Linked DNA regions of Mus musculus: all the other regions are linked to region 2. The links are chromatin contacts, called in public promoter capture Hi-C maps. All regions are on one chromosome and are shown on one strand. The core of a region is the stretch at or near the end of the contact, and the rest is flanking DNA. Distances in the headings are between cores, read along the strand shown. Region 1 holds the start of Zfp46 (zinc finger protein 46). Region 2 holds the start of Alpl (alkaline phosphatase, liver/bone/kidney). Region 3 holds the start of Akr7a5 (aldo-keto reductase family 7, member A5 (aflatoxin aldehyde reductase)).

What was found. Promoter capture Hi-C pulls out the DNA fragments that hold promoters and counts their contacts.
Region 1: a promoter capture Hi-C map of hippocampal neurons shows a contact between it and region 2, with 3 times the contacts expected there. The contact joins the promoter of Zfp46 here to the promoter of Alpl in region 2.
Region 3: a contact with region 2 is called in a promoter capture Hi-C map of pre-B cells, with 2.3 times the contacts expected there. The contact joins the promoter of Akr7a5 here to the promoter of Alpl in region 2. A contact is called at or near these places in 2 of 39 promoter capture datasets (liver and pre-B cells).

The regions. Positions count from the first base shown.
Region 1 is chr4:136,284,133-136,288,340 of GRCm38.p6, forward strand. It overlaps Zfp46 (zinc finger protein 46), which reads left to right and starts at 1,935. Exons shown (of 3, transcript NM_009557.4): 1 at 1,935-2,349; 2 at 2,940-3,183. The coding sequence starts at 3,078.
Region 2 is chr4:137,793,767-137,797,892 of GRCm38.p6, forward strand. It overlaps Alpl (alkaline phosphatase, liver/bone/kidney), which reads right to left and starts at 2,618. Exons shown (of 12, transcript NM_007431.3): 1 at 2,476-2,618.
Region 3 is chr4:139,309,412-139,313,934 of GRCm38.p6, forward strand. It overlaps Akr7a5 (aldo-keto reductase family 7, member A5 (aflatoxin aldehyde reductase)), which reads left to right and starts at 1,333. Exons shown (of 7, transcript NM_025337.3): 1 at 1,333-1,665. The coding sequence starts at 1,344. Slc66a1 (solute carrier family 66 member 1) reads right to left here and starts at 1,297. Exons shown (of 9, transcript NM_145384.3): 1 at 1,218-1,297.

The DNA of each region.
Region 1 (4,208 bases), core at 685-3,184, 1.5 Mb before region 2:
GGGCCTGGAGAGATTTTTCTGAAAGATACCCAGCCTAGGTCTGTCCAATCTTTATGCCCATATTCTGGCTGTTGTAAATCCTTCAGGATTCTAACTCACATGGTGGCTGGATACATTTTACAGTAGGTAGAATAGTGCAATTTTGTGGCATCGAAACATTTTTTAGTCCTACCCTTGGGAGCACAAGAGAAGCACAGGTAGAAGAGATTCATTGTGGCTGGTAGGGGTCCTGCTAGTTTGTTTTTTTTTTAGACCCCTGAGTCATGTAGCCATAAATAACTGGGCATTGGGAACAGAACACTCTAATAAAAGCATGGCCGGGAATCTTATTTGGAAAAAAAAAATTCCCCAAGTCCTTCAGTGTGTGTGGATGTATCTGTAAAACAAAAGAAAAGTCCCTTTTCCCAGCCTAGGCAGAGAAGTCTCCCGTTCAGTCAGAGACAACAGGCGTCTGGGCATCAAGCCAAGGTTTGGGGATATTTATAACTTGAAGAGGGTGGGAGTCCCTAATAAGCTGCTATATTCTTTTTCCATCACTTCCCTCTCCAAGGCTACAGCAAGCTGGGAGCTCTTCCCCACACAGAATCCCTGTTTTGCTTAGCCCTCGCCTTCCATTGTCTAATTCCTTCATCCCCGCTAGGGAAAGGAAAGGCTACAAGTCCTTCCATTTGGAGGATTCTGAGTGAATGCAGCATAGCCAACGCTGATGTTTCTTGGCCAGCTGTTGTGGCCTCGGAGATCTGTTTATGAGATTGTTGTTTCCCGGAGCTATAGAACAGTCTCTGCAGTCTTGAAGCTTTGTGCTCATCCTACAACCAAACCCTGCCCTTTGCCTGTTAATCCATGGATTCGGATTTCTATTCATGGCCCTGAGATCTCTGGAATCTGCTGGTGATATCTAGAACCTTTCTGAACGTCAGGCCTCTTTAGATCTCTGAGGAGCCAGCGACCACAGACCAGGAGGTAAGCCTGTCCGTTCTGTCCTAATCTGGTTTTGTGATTTCTTTGAAACAGAGACTACTAGCATCCTTAGGACTCCAGGTTGTCGCAGGCCTAAGGTTTTCATGATGTTGGGAGGTCTCCAAGATTCCTTTCAGCAGAGACACCCTCAAGAGTACCAAGTCCCTGAGTCTCCCACTCCAGGGCCAGCTATTTCCCTACACACCCTACCCCACCCCCCCGCTTCTGATTTCAATGTTTTGGCGACTTAGATGGGTGCACTTGAGCTCCGTCTCTATAAAAGAGCTCGAGACGCTCCCTACAGGGTTAACGTTGGAACACCCTGGGCCGGGCCGCGGACAGCACTCCAGCACCGGACAGGGGACGCGAGGCCTCGTGGGATATGTAGTCTGGGGTGGGTTGTGACTGCCGGAAGGCCTACTGGGAGTTGTAGTTCTCAGTATCCAGAAAGCGAGAGCTTCAGGCGGTGTTGGGAGTCCGTGGGCGGGGCCCAAAGTTCCATCCCGGCCAGGGAGTCTCCCAAGGGAGGGAAAAGAAGCCTTTTCCCGCTCTGGCCTGGGCTGTCAAATGAGGGGTGATCTCAGCTGAGGTCAGCCCGAGCTTCCACACTCAATCTAACCTCGCGGATAATATATGACTCAAAGATGGTCGTAGGGCCATGAGAAAAAAAAAAAAACACAGACGCTTCCTTTGCTGAGTCGTGCTGTGGTTTCCGAGAAAAAAGTATGTGTGGGGGTATTCTCACTGGTCTTGAAGGTCGCGGTCCTGTCTCTTCCCTTTTGTTCTTTTCCCTCCCCTGCTCTTGGCTGCTAAGTGGCCTTTGTACGCCAGAGTGAAACTCCAAGTCCCGTCAGGCCGCGAGGTGCGCGCACGCGTGATGGAGCTACCCGGCCACGCCGCAGGAGGAGGGCTGATGGTTTGGCTTCTGATTGGTCAGATATTTTACGATTTCTTTTCGCTGATTGGCTGGGATTGCTGCCGGAAAGGTCCCAGCCCGGAGATGGCAGAGCAGAGGCGTTCTATGGGCTGGGTTGAAAGCCTCCTCCCTTGAATTGCATCGGCCTGACCCCCCAGCCTAGGGGGCACCCAGCCAGTGCCTGCCCTCTCCTACCCTAACGTTGCACGTACTCGATATTAACCGAGACACGGAGAGTGGGTGACTCTTCGGGAGTCAGAGAGGAGAGTGACCAGTCCTGGGCCTTCCCCTCATACCCTGCGACCAGAACTCCAGCCCTAGGGAGTAGTGGGCAGGGCCTCTTGCCGCGCCTCACGTCCTGCTTTTCGCCTCCTTCAACGTTGTCTGCTAGCTGGTTTTCCTGCTCTCTCTCTCCCAGGAGACGAACGCTTGAGCCCGAGATGGCAGCCACCCTGCTCATGTCTGGGACTCAGGTAAGCCCCGAGGGCTCTGCTTACCCATCTTGCCCGGTGTTTCCCCGTCTGCAAACCCCTATAGGAAATTCCCTGGGATAAGCTCATTTTGCTATTCTGCTTAGTATACGGGCTTCGAGTTGGCTAATATAACCATATACAAGCATATATAGAACACCCACTGTAAGACTAAATACTGAGGAGAATAAAACCAAACAAGATGGGTGGTACCCTTCTTGCCAACAATCTGTAGGGAGAACGGTGTGTCCGGTTAACCTGGATGCGATATGGTAAGTATTCTGTTGGCCTGAGCAAGGACGTATTGTGGTGTGGGAAATAGTAAGTCGAGGAGTGGTTAATTCTAGATGTGGTGTCCAAGGATGGAGCGAAGAGTGATAAAGGGTGGGGAGAAACAGAACAGCAGTTGGCTCTAGAACTGGGCCATAAAGACGAGAATTTCACTGGTCTAAGAAAAGGAGAGCCTTGTATGTAAGGGTCCAAAGTGGGCAGGGACGGCCTGAGCGGGAAGCTAGTAGATTGCCCCTGTCTTTTGACCACATGTCTTTTTTTCTTCTTTCTTTATTATTTTTTTTTTCCTTCGGACTCTACAGATGAGACTTAATGCCACTGCCTTCTCGACATTTCTAACCATGTCTCTAATTTCAAGAAGAAAAGCTGGTTCTAAACTCCTAGATACCAAGTAGTGAGGAAGCGTTGTGTGATTTCAGGCCCCTGTGACATTTGAAGATATGGCCATGTACCTCACTCGGGAAGAATGGAGACCTCTGGATCCTACACAGAGAGATCTTTACAGGGATGTGATGCAGGAGAATTACGGAAATGTTGTCTCACTGGGTGAGTGAGGACTTTTATCTTGTCTTACCTCTTAGGGGTTTTGAAACTGTCAGAACGGCTTAGGTCTTTTCGATACAGCCTTGTTTGTTGTTAAGGAAAACCACACGGTTAGTTACCTGCTTTGGTGCTCATTCAAATCTTTAAGTGTGGGAAGATCCGTGTTTCCCAGTCTTAAATGAAAAGTAAAGTTTCTGCCGTTTCCGAGACTCTGAGGATTCTCGTGCCCTGAGTCATTAGCGGCTCTGTGGCCTGTTTGTACAGATTACTGACCAAACAGGTCTTACACTCTGGTGCTCGCCAGGACATAAATGCCCTATAAATGGTGCTTTTTCTCTGGGGCGCTGGAAGATGAGGGCTCTGAGGTGGGTTCACAGGAGGACAGAAACCTCCCTTCTATGTTTGTTTTGGCTCCATAGCTGCAGCGTTGCTTCAGGTACTTTAGGTCGGTTCTTGTCTAGAGATCTTTCAGAGGCGATCATCCTTCAAGTGTGTCTTCTTTCTTTTTCCTTTTATTATGTGTAAGTACACTGTAGCTGTCTTCAGATGCACCAGAAGAGGGCATCAGATTTCATTACGGATGGTTGTGAGCCACCATATGGCTGCTGGGATTTAAACTCAGGACCTTCAGAAGAGCAGCCAGTGCTTTTAACTGCTGAGCCATCTCTCCAGCCCCAGTCTTGTTTCAGAAGAACCACTGAATAGTCAGCTCACAGATCCTATTCAGAGGAGAAGTCGTGAGGCTGCAGATGCAGCTCGGTTGGTAGAGCGCTTGCTTAGCAGACTTGAAGCCCTGGGTTTCATCCTCAGTCCGGCATACAGCCAGACATAGGACTGAGATATTTTAAAATGTTTTTATTCTCAGAACAGAAGGCGACCTGACAGGTTTTCTTTGCTTGGACTCTCTCTCTCTCTGATGTCCCAGTTTCCTTGGAGTCTTCTTTTTATTTTTTATTCATTTTTAGGTGATACTAATAATGAGTTTCATTTTGACATTTTCATATACACGTGTCCAAACACTTGATCTG
Region 2 (4,126 bases), core at 1,368-3,867:
TGTCGATGGGCTGTTGTGCTCCGAAGCTCAGTCAGCATTCCTGTGGCCACGTGGAGAATTCTGAGCCCAAGTTCTCAGCCCAGTCTGCTCCGCTACCCACAAGGCTCTCCTCAAGCTCCAGGGTTTTTGTGTTAATAGCCCAGTCAGATAGACTTCGCGCTGAGAACTTCAAACTCTACCCCTGGATTCCACATCCTGGATTCACCCCCATCTCTCCTGCCCCGAAGCCTGAAGCCCAGATATGCTCTGGCAGGGACATCACTGAACCTATCACAGAACCTAAACTTGTAGGTACTTGGGCCCAGCCCCAGATGCCCAAGTGGCTTGTAGATGTCCCAGGGCAGGTCACTGTCCCTTCAAGAGGTTTCTTCATATGCAAGAAAGGATAACATCTCCTGTCTGTGCAGGATAGAACAGGAAAGGACCTGGTGCTGGGCTTTGTGGGCAATGAGGTAGAGGTGGGTGGCAGGAGATTCCTGGGCTATTCCCAGCCGGGAGCTCCAGGCTCCCCTCCCAGGCTGTGTCCGGGAGGGAGGAGGACACCCAAGTGACAGTAAGGAAGGCTGAGTGCTTCCTCCCTGTCCAGCCCATCAAGGAATGGGCAGAGCCTGGGCAAAGGTGGTTGACAGGATCGCAGGGTTCAGAGGCAGTGACATAACCCTGTACACACTGATGCAATCTCTGCTGAGACTGGAGCTAGGGACAGCCACTGCTTTCTAAAGTATGTGAACCCGCTAAACATGTTGCAGGCTGTACAGCATGCTCCCCACCAATAGGGTCTACAGACCAAAGACTTCCAGCTCCTGTACGCCCTCAAGGAGAATCCCGAGCCACCGTGAGAGCAGAGCTGTGGCCAGATCACACAGTTTCACCCCATCTTGTTAGTACTATGTACTGGCTGCTCACTGTGACAACAGTGTGACATCTTGATCCCTTTTTTGGGGGAACTACGTCATCTTCATTCTACCATGTGACACTCAAATTTTCAAAGCCTGAAAAGAATTTATTATGCCAATGTTCGCCTCAATGAGTTGGGTGGGGGGAAGGGGTCGTTATTTACTGTTCCCTTCTCAGCACCTCGATCAGAGTTTAGCGCACAACTGATGCCTGGTAAGTATGTGTGGATCGAAGACACTCACTGTCTGGCCTATCGGGTCTTTTGATTCACTGTAGTCTTAACATATAGATGGGACCATCACTGACATGGCTGCGAACCAGCCCAGACCTGTCTCACTCCACCAGTAGGCTTCTGAGAAGCTGTGTTCTCCCCTAAGGGAACCAGAGACGGTTCAGGAATTGGAAAAGGAGGCAGAGACAGGAGACGGCCAGGGAGTGGGAGAGGAAAGAGCTGACTGGGGAGACCAGAGAGGCTTGGAGGGTGAAGGGCATACTGGGGGGGGGCTCTCCTTAATCTCCTGGGCTGTGGAGAATGGGCAACAGGGTTCAATGCCTAATGTCATTGCCTACATTGTCTAAAACTCTCTGTCCCTATTTGTAGTCTGTCAGGTGTCAGAGCAGTCCTTATCCAGCATTTAATAAACAGTTGCCCTAATTCTCAACCAGACTGAGAATCTGAGGCTGCCTGAGGGGGGGTCTTTGAATTCTTCTTGGAGCCAAACGTTCTTTCAGGCCTGAGAATAATCCCTCTGTTATATGTATGTGTGTGTGTGTGTGTGTGTGTGTGTGTGTGTGTGTGTGTGTGTGTGTGTGTGTGTATGATTTTGAGACCTAATCTTCCTAGAGTGTTAGAGTGGCCTCGAACTCACAGAGATCCTCAGCCTCCAGACTGCCAGCATCTCTCCAGAGTTGCCGCGCCAGCTTTCCTTTTTAATCAGGATTCACAGGCATACCCCAGAGTCCTTTGCAAGTCTTCCTTCCTCAGGCCCATTACGCGTTGAAAAGGATTACCATGGACAATGTGGGAGTAAGAATGAGGTTTTTTTCCTCCGTCTTGGGTCCTGCCGCTGTGACTGTGCCTTTAACCCTTTCTTACCCGCGCTGGGCAAGGCAGCAGCCCCACTCTCACCTGCACACAGCCTGGAACCGTTCACAGGCTCCTTCCGTTTCCTGGGCTCCCCCACTCTCAGACAGACACTAGCACGCGGTCTCCGATCTCTCCCGCCAAAGATCGCAGCACGTGCCTTCTTCCTGCTGCTCCCCAACTACTTTAGACACCAACGGGACAGAGTGCCAAGGGACCACGAAGGGCGCAGCTGTGGACTACGGAGGCGCGTGGGCACCGGGAGCAGGTGCTTAGCACGAGGGTGAGGTCCTGGGTAGCGGCTCAGCGGGCGCCACGTCCATCATCCTGCCAGGCCACAAGAGATGCGCGCGGAGTCCGGAGCGGGAGGTCGTGGGTCCCCAGGGAGCCTGACCTTCCACGTGTCCCCACCGTGGCTGGGACAGTCACTGCGGGACCGGCGGAGCGCGCGCGTGGGAGTCGCGCAAGCCACGGGCGCAGCATGCTTTCCTTACCTGCAGGCACTCGTGGGGAGGGTCTGTTCCGGCTCGCGAGCGGCAGCCCTAAGGAGCGCAGTGGCGGGAGCGTACTCTGGCGGCCACCTCCCCCGCCTGCTTATGAAGGCGGCCTGGCCGAGCACCCGCCGGCCTCCCCGCCCCCGGCCGCCCCGCCCCCGGCCCGCACCCCGAGCCCCAGGCGGGTGCCTCTGCGTTGCCAGGGCGCCCCCTGCCGGGAGCGCGGCGCTCGACCCGGCCCGTAGGGCTGCAACAGGCAGGGTAACCCGCCTTGCCTCTCTCTTTCCCTGCGGCTCATCCTGGCTTCAGGGTGCAGCTGGCTTGTCTTTAGGTTTGATTTCTCTGTAGGAGACTTTGTCCCTCGATGGTTGTCTTCCTGTGCCTGACCCTGCGCGTCTGTGAACCCACCTGGCTCCTTTTTTCTGTGCGTCTTTCTGCCTACACATCCTTGTCCGTCACCATGTGCACCTCTGAGCCTCACACCCTTACCCCTTTCCTATCCACTTTCTCTTTTGCCCTTAACTAAGTCAGTAGGAAGCAGAAGGAGACCCCTTGGACAGGGCCCTCCCTCCCTAATATCTGAAGAAACAGGGACTCAGGACATTCTGTCTGTCCCAGCCAGAAGCCCCAGGACCTGCCCGGGGCAGACCACTTCCCAGGCAGTGGAGCCAGACTGTCTAGGCCCACAGGCCTGCTCTGGTGACTTCGGGGGACTGGCCAAGGCTCTATAACCCGCAGACACTATCCCCTGGTTTTTCTTCCTTCACGTTATTGGGAGAGTTATAAGAGACCGAGTTTGGAACATGCACAGGAAACAAGGAAAGGCAACCGCTGGGTGCCAGTGGGCCTTATCCAGTTCCCCAAGGGCCACCACCTCCCTTCCCCTGAAAGCCAGTCTGGTTTTGAAGTCTCTGATTCGTTTCCTACTGTGAACTCCTGGAGGTAGGTTTGAATGCCACCACCATTTGAATACTTCCTCATTTCCTCCTAAGAGGAGGGTCTTATCATCGCTACTGAAGCTGACAAAACCCATCTGTACCTCTAATCCCCAACAGCCAGAGATTTGAAAGCAAAGATCAGGTTTCCCTGAACTCCATCTTCCTGGGCACCTAGGATTGATCACTTCTACCCTGAAGTTCCGTCTTAGGTCCAGGCATCTTCTATATGAGCTCTACTATTGAGCCCATTTTACAGGAGGAAAAGCAAGGCCCAGAGACAACATGTGACCTCATCGGTAAGTTCAGGGCCGGAACTGGAGCCTGATGCCAAAACCCAGGAATGCCTGGGTTTGTTTTCATTTGTTCTTGTATTTTAATAATTAATGCTGTTTATTTACAGCGGTGCTAGGAAATTTCCCTTGAGAAATAAGTTTATGTTTTTACAAAGTGAGACCAAGTATTGGGTAAATTACTCCTTATTTATGTATTTCATAGCAAGGTCATAATGGCAAAAGCCATTGGGGCGGTGAATAAATGAAACTTTGGTCATTTCCCGGCAGTCCTCGTCTGTAAGGAGCTGAGAGTTAAGACAGCAGTGAGCTCAGAACACAGCACTTGGCAATTACTTGCTAGCTAGCGCCAAAGGGCTCAAGATGACAAAAGGCTGGAGATTGTATCTGTGTGCCGAGGGACATCCGCATCATAAATGATCC
Region 3 (4,523 bases), core at 83-2,582, 1.5 Mb after region 2:
CTTCCCAGTCTCGTGGGTCTGGATGCACCAGCTGTACAACAAAAGGCTCGGAAAATGTAAAGGAGAGGGAGAGGGAGAGGGAAGGAAGCATGATGAAGAGAAAAAAAAAAAAGGAGGAAAGAAACAGAACAAGAAAAAAGAGGGGAGGCGGGAGCGGGAAGCGTATGCAAGGAAACTTGTAAATTGAGCGGGCCCAGGGCTGAGATGTCGCTCTGGGCAAGTGTTGGAGTTTCAGCATTCTGATGTATACAATGAAGGAAATCCTAAAAGGCACTTACTTACCTCCTAAACTGCATGCAGACTACAATAAAACCCAGGCCAAACCTCCATATCCCACGCTAGTCAAGTGCTCTACCACTGAGCTACATACATTCCCCACTAGGGGATTGGCTTTCGCGGCTCATGTCCGTAAAGGCTGGCCAGGAGACAGTATCTCCTGCCACATCCAGCTCTTCCCCAATTCCAAGCAAAGCCAGGAAGGTGCTTCCCACCAAAGCCTATCTGGCACAGTCAACAGTAATATTCTGTTCTTGCTGTAGCCCCCTGGACCACATTGTAGCATGGAGTACACACGAAGTGAACCTGAAACTACACACTTCTTTCTTTCTTTTTTGGGCAGGTGGGAACGGGAGCAGTTTGAGACAGGGTTTCTCTGTGTAGCCCCTGGCTGCCTTGAAATTAGCTCTGTAGACCAGGGTAGCCTCGAACTCAGATATCCGCCTGCCTTTACCTCACATTTCTAACCAGCCCTCTGTGGAATCCTGCGGTGAGCTTGGCGAGGAATGGGACATTCTGGGTTCCCTACCTGCAGAGCTACGGAGAATGTGTCAGGGGAGCGCAATGGCTCCGGGATCCTACCCATTCCTGGCCTCCAAACCAAGGCTCTAACTCCTTCCGGTGACTCTGCGGGTTCGGAGGGATAATGATAGGGCAGCGGCTGGGGCAAGCGCCGCGAGGCCCCCACCCAGAGCAGGGAAAACAAGGCCGCCCAGTCCAGGGAAGCCGAGAGGCCGGAAGGCAAGGACCTGCAGGTAAGAAGTGGGGCCGTCCCGGATCCCTGGCCAGGTTGGGCAGAGACCCACGATCCCGCTCCCCAGGAGGGGACCAGCGCCGGGGACCGTGCAGAGCTGGAGGAGGGTGTAGAAAAGACTTAGCTGGGCGCGTCTGGAGTCCCGACCCCCCAGCCCGGGACAGCCGCCAGCCCCCTTCATCCTCACCAGTTCAAGATCCACAGCCGGTGTCAGCTTCAGGATCCGAGCCCGCCGGGATCAGCTGACCTCCGCGAAGTCCCGCCCCCCGCCGTGGGCGGAGCCTGAAGCTTCGAGTGCGCAGGCGCAGTCTCCATGCTGCGTGCAGCGTCCAGAGCCGTGGGCCGCGCTGCTGTTCGCTCCGCGCAGCGCTCCGGGACTTCGGTCGGGCGTCCTCTCGCCATGTCCCGGCCTCCGCCACCCCGCGCCGCCTCTGGCGCCCCTCTCCGGCCCGCTACGGTGCTGGGCACCATGGAGATGGGGCGTCGCATGGATGCGAGTGCTAGCGCCGCTTCGGTCCGCGCCTTCCTGGAGCGCGGCCACAGCGAGCTGGACACGGCCTTCATGTACTGCGACGGCCAGTCCGAGAACATCCTGGGCGGCCTGGGGCTCGGGCTGGGCAGCGGCGACTGCACAGGTAACCGCTGCACCCGGCCTCCCCCGCCCCCCGCACCGAGTAGAGCTGAGCCGGTGCCCGCAACCGGCGTGCACCAGCCAGGATCTGCATCCAGGAGCTTCGGAAGCTCCGGATCCACAGCTGGGTCTACCCCAAGCTCCCAAGGCAACTGGAGTCCTGAACTAGTGAACTGAACTTTGTCCCGCCTCTCCTTAGAAACTTCTAGTTGCAGCTACCGAGGCGGGTGCGAGGAAGCTTCCTACGCTAATGTTTAGCCTACTCTGGGCGCTTTGCTTCCTACCGCAATCCCTGCCTCCCGGCCAACCGTTGTCCATAGCCGCCCCCCCACCCCCGACACGCCCCCCATCCCCACCAGGCTTTTTGTTCGTGCCTACCCCTCTTGCCCTCACCACCTCTGCGCTCCTGGAGAATGCTTATCATTCCGGTCTTTTGTCCGGACTAGACTTTGTCCCGTGCAGTCGACAGCACCTGTGGATCTCAAGGAGACCTGTGGCAACAATGCCTAGGGCCCAGCTGGGGGCAGGGGCGGAAAGGTGGCGTCGGGAGAGGGCATTTCGGCCTTTGTGCCCATTCTCTGTGCCAGGTCTTACAATGGCAAACTCTGTAGCTCTGTAGGCTACCGTGGGAGAAGTGATTTCTCCACGGAGAGTTAAAGGTCCAACGAGGAAGACTGTAGCCGCGATTGCTGAGGAGTGCAGGAAAGAGTAGCTTGTCGGGAAGAGCAGTAGGCAGAGCCCATAGAGAACTGGGGATGGGCCCTACAGTGTAAGTAGGGTGCACCGGAGACTGCAATCCTAGCTATTGGAATATGGAGTTTGAGAGTTGCAAAGTACGTGTGTGATCAGTGACGCGTGTCCCGCGTTGGAAGGGGAGGGGAACCGCCCTTCATTTGCTTGAAGCTATTGGAGTCTCAGGAGGGTGCCTGATACGTAAAGAGGCCTCACTTTTACCTGTTCTGAGGTTCTTCCTCCCGGTTCCTGTACAGTGGGCTCCATAGACTCACATGGGGTAAAGCTCACTTAAGTGAGTGGATCTCTCAAGCCGAATGCTGTAGAGTTCACCTGGATGACATACATTACTGATAATGAACATTTCAGTTTTCTCCCCCAACCCCCCCTTCTTTAGCCCATTTCTGCTTCTGAAGACTCAATGGGCCAAAGTCCTCAGGCAAAAGGTTACAGAAAGAATGCCTTGGGGCTGGGGCGGGTGTTGTAGTAAGGAGATGCTGTGGTCTTCTAGCCTTTATCCTGTGGGATCAGAGGGCTCCCCTTGTTCTTGCCAGAATCCATCCATCCTTCCGCCGTCGTCCATCAGTCCAGGTAGTTGGTTCCATATCTGGGAAGAAACAGTGCAGAGCACTGAGGAGCAGCTACAGTACGCTTGCATTACAGGCTTCTGAGGGTCTGAAAGGGATTTGTGTTAAGATTGATGGCTTTCAAGGAACACATTCAGGCCCCCGTGTCTCTTCCCTAACTTTTTTTTTTTTTACCTGCATGTATGTGTGAGCCCACAGAGGGTACTGGATACCCTGGGACTGTATTTATACATGATTGTAAACCAACATGTGTGGTTCTGAGAACCTCTGAATACTTCGTGAGAACAGTAAGTTCTCTAAACCACTGAGCCATCTCCCCAGCCCCTCTTGCCTAAATTCTTAGTCTTTAAGGATCTCCATGCTTTCAGGCCTGGCCCTTTGAGTTCCATCTCCAGTCTTTATTTCTTATTTAATGTATGAGTGCTCTTCTGCGTGTACACCCACATGCCAGGAGAGGGCGCCAGATCTCATTATAGATGATTGTGAGCCACCATGTAGTTGCTGGGAATTGAACTCAGGACCTCTGGAAGAGCGAGCAGTCAGTGCTCTGAACTGCTGAACCATCTCTCCAGCCCCTATGTACATTCTGTGGTGAGAAGGAGCCAATTAATGGGCCCACAGCATCCTGACAATACCTAGGAACATCAAGTCCAAGGTCTAAAGGATGTTTGATTCTGCACAATCATGTCTCAAGTCCCATATTGCCCACCCTGCAATATACGATCTGTATGGCAAGCACCTTTATCTACCTACTGAGACAACTTACCAGCCAACATGTCTTCTTTTAATGTCTATTTAGGTACTTTCTCTTTAAAAAAAAAAGTTAAAACTTTTAAAGATTTTTTTTTTAAATTATATGTGGACAAGTGTTTTCCCTGCATGTGTGGGTGTGTACCATGTGTGTGCCTTGTATCCAAAGAGGGGGCTAAAGTGATGGATGATTCTAAACTGCCATGTGGGTGCTGGGAACCCAGCCTAGGCCCTCTGCAGGAACAAGTGCTCTTAGCTGCCAAGCCAACTCTACTGCCCCTAGTTTGTACTCTTAATTAAAAATTATTTTTTAAGAATCCCTCAGTTCACAGATAGCATGCAAAAATGAGAAAGATTTTAAAACTCCCTAGAATTTTAAGATTCCTTTATATATGTATTTTATGTACGTGTGTGCTCTCTATCTGCATGTATGTCGGTGGAAGAGGGCATCGGATTCCACTGCAGATGGTTGTGAGCCACCATGTGGTTGCTGGGAAATGAACTCAGGACTTCTGGGAGAGAAGCCAGTACTTTTAACCGCTGGGCCATCTCTCCAACCCTCTACCTGGAATTTAAAAAAGAAAAAAAAAAAAAAGGAAAGAAAGAAAGAAAGAAATGTAGCCCCTGTGCCTCCCATATGGGGACAGTTCCATTCTTGTCACCTCATCTTACAAATTAGGAAATGGGAGCTAAGTTAAGTAATCTAGCCAGGAACAGTCACATTTGCATGTCCAGTGAATAATTCTTATAAATCCTTTTTTTTCTCTTTTGTGTGTGTTTGTTTCTGAGACAG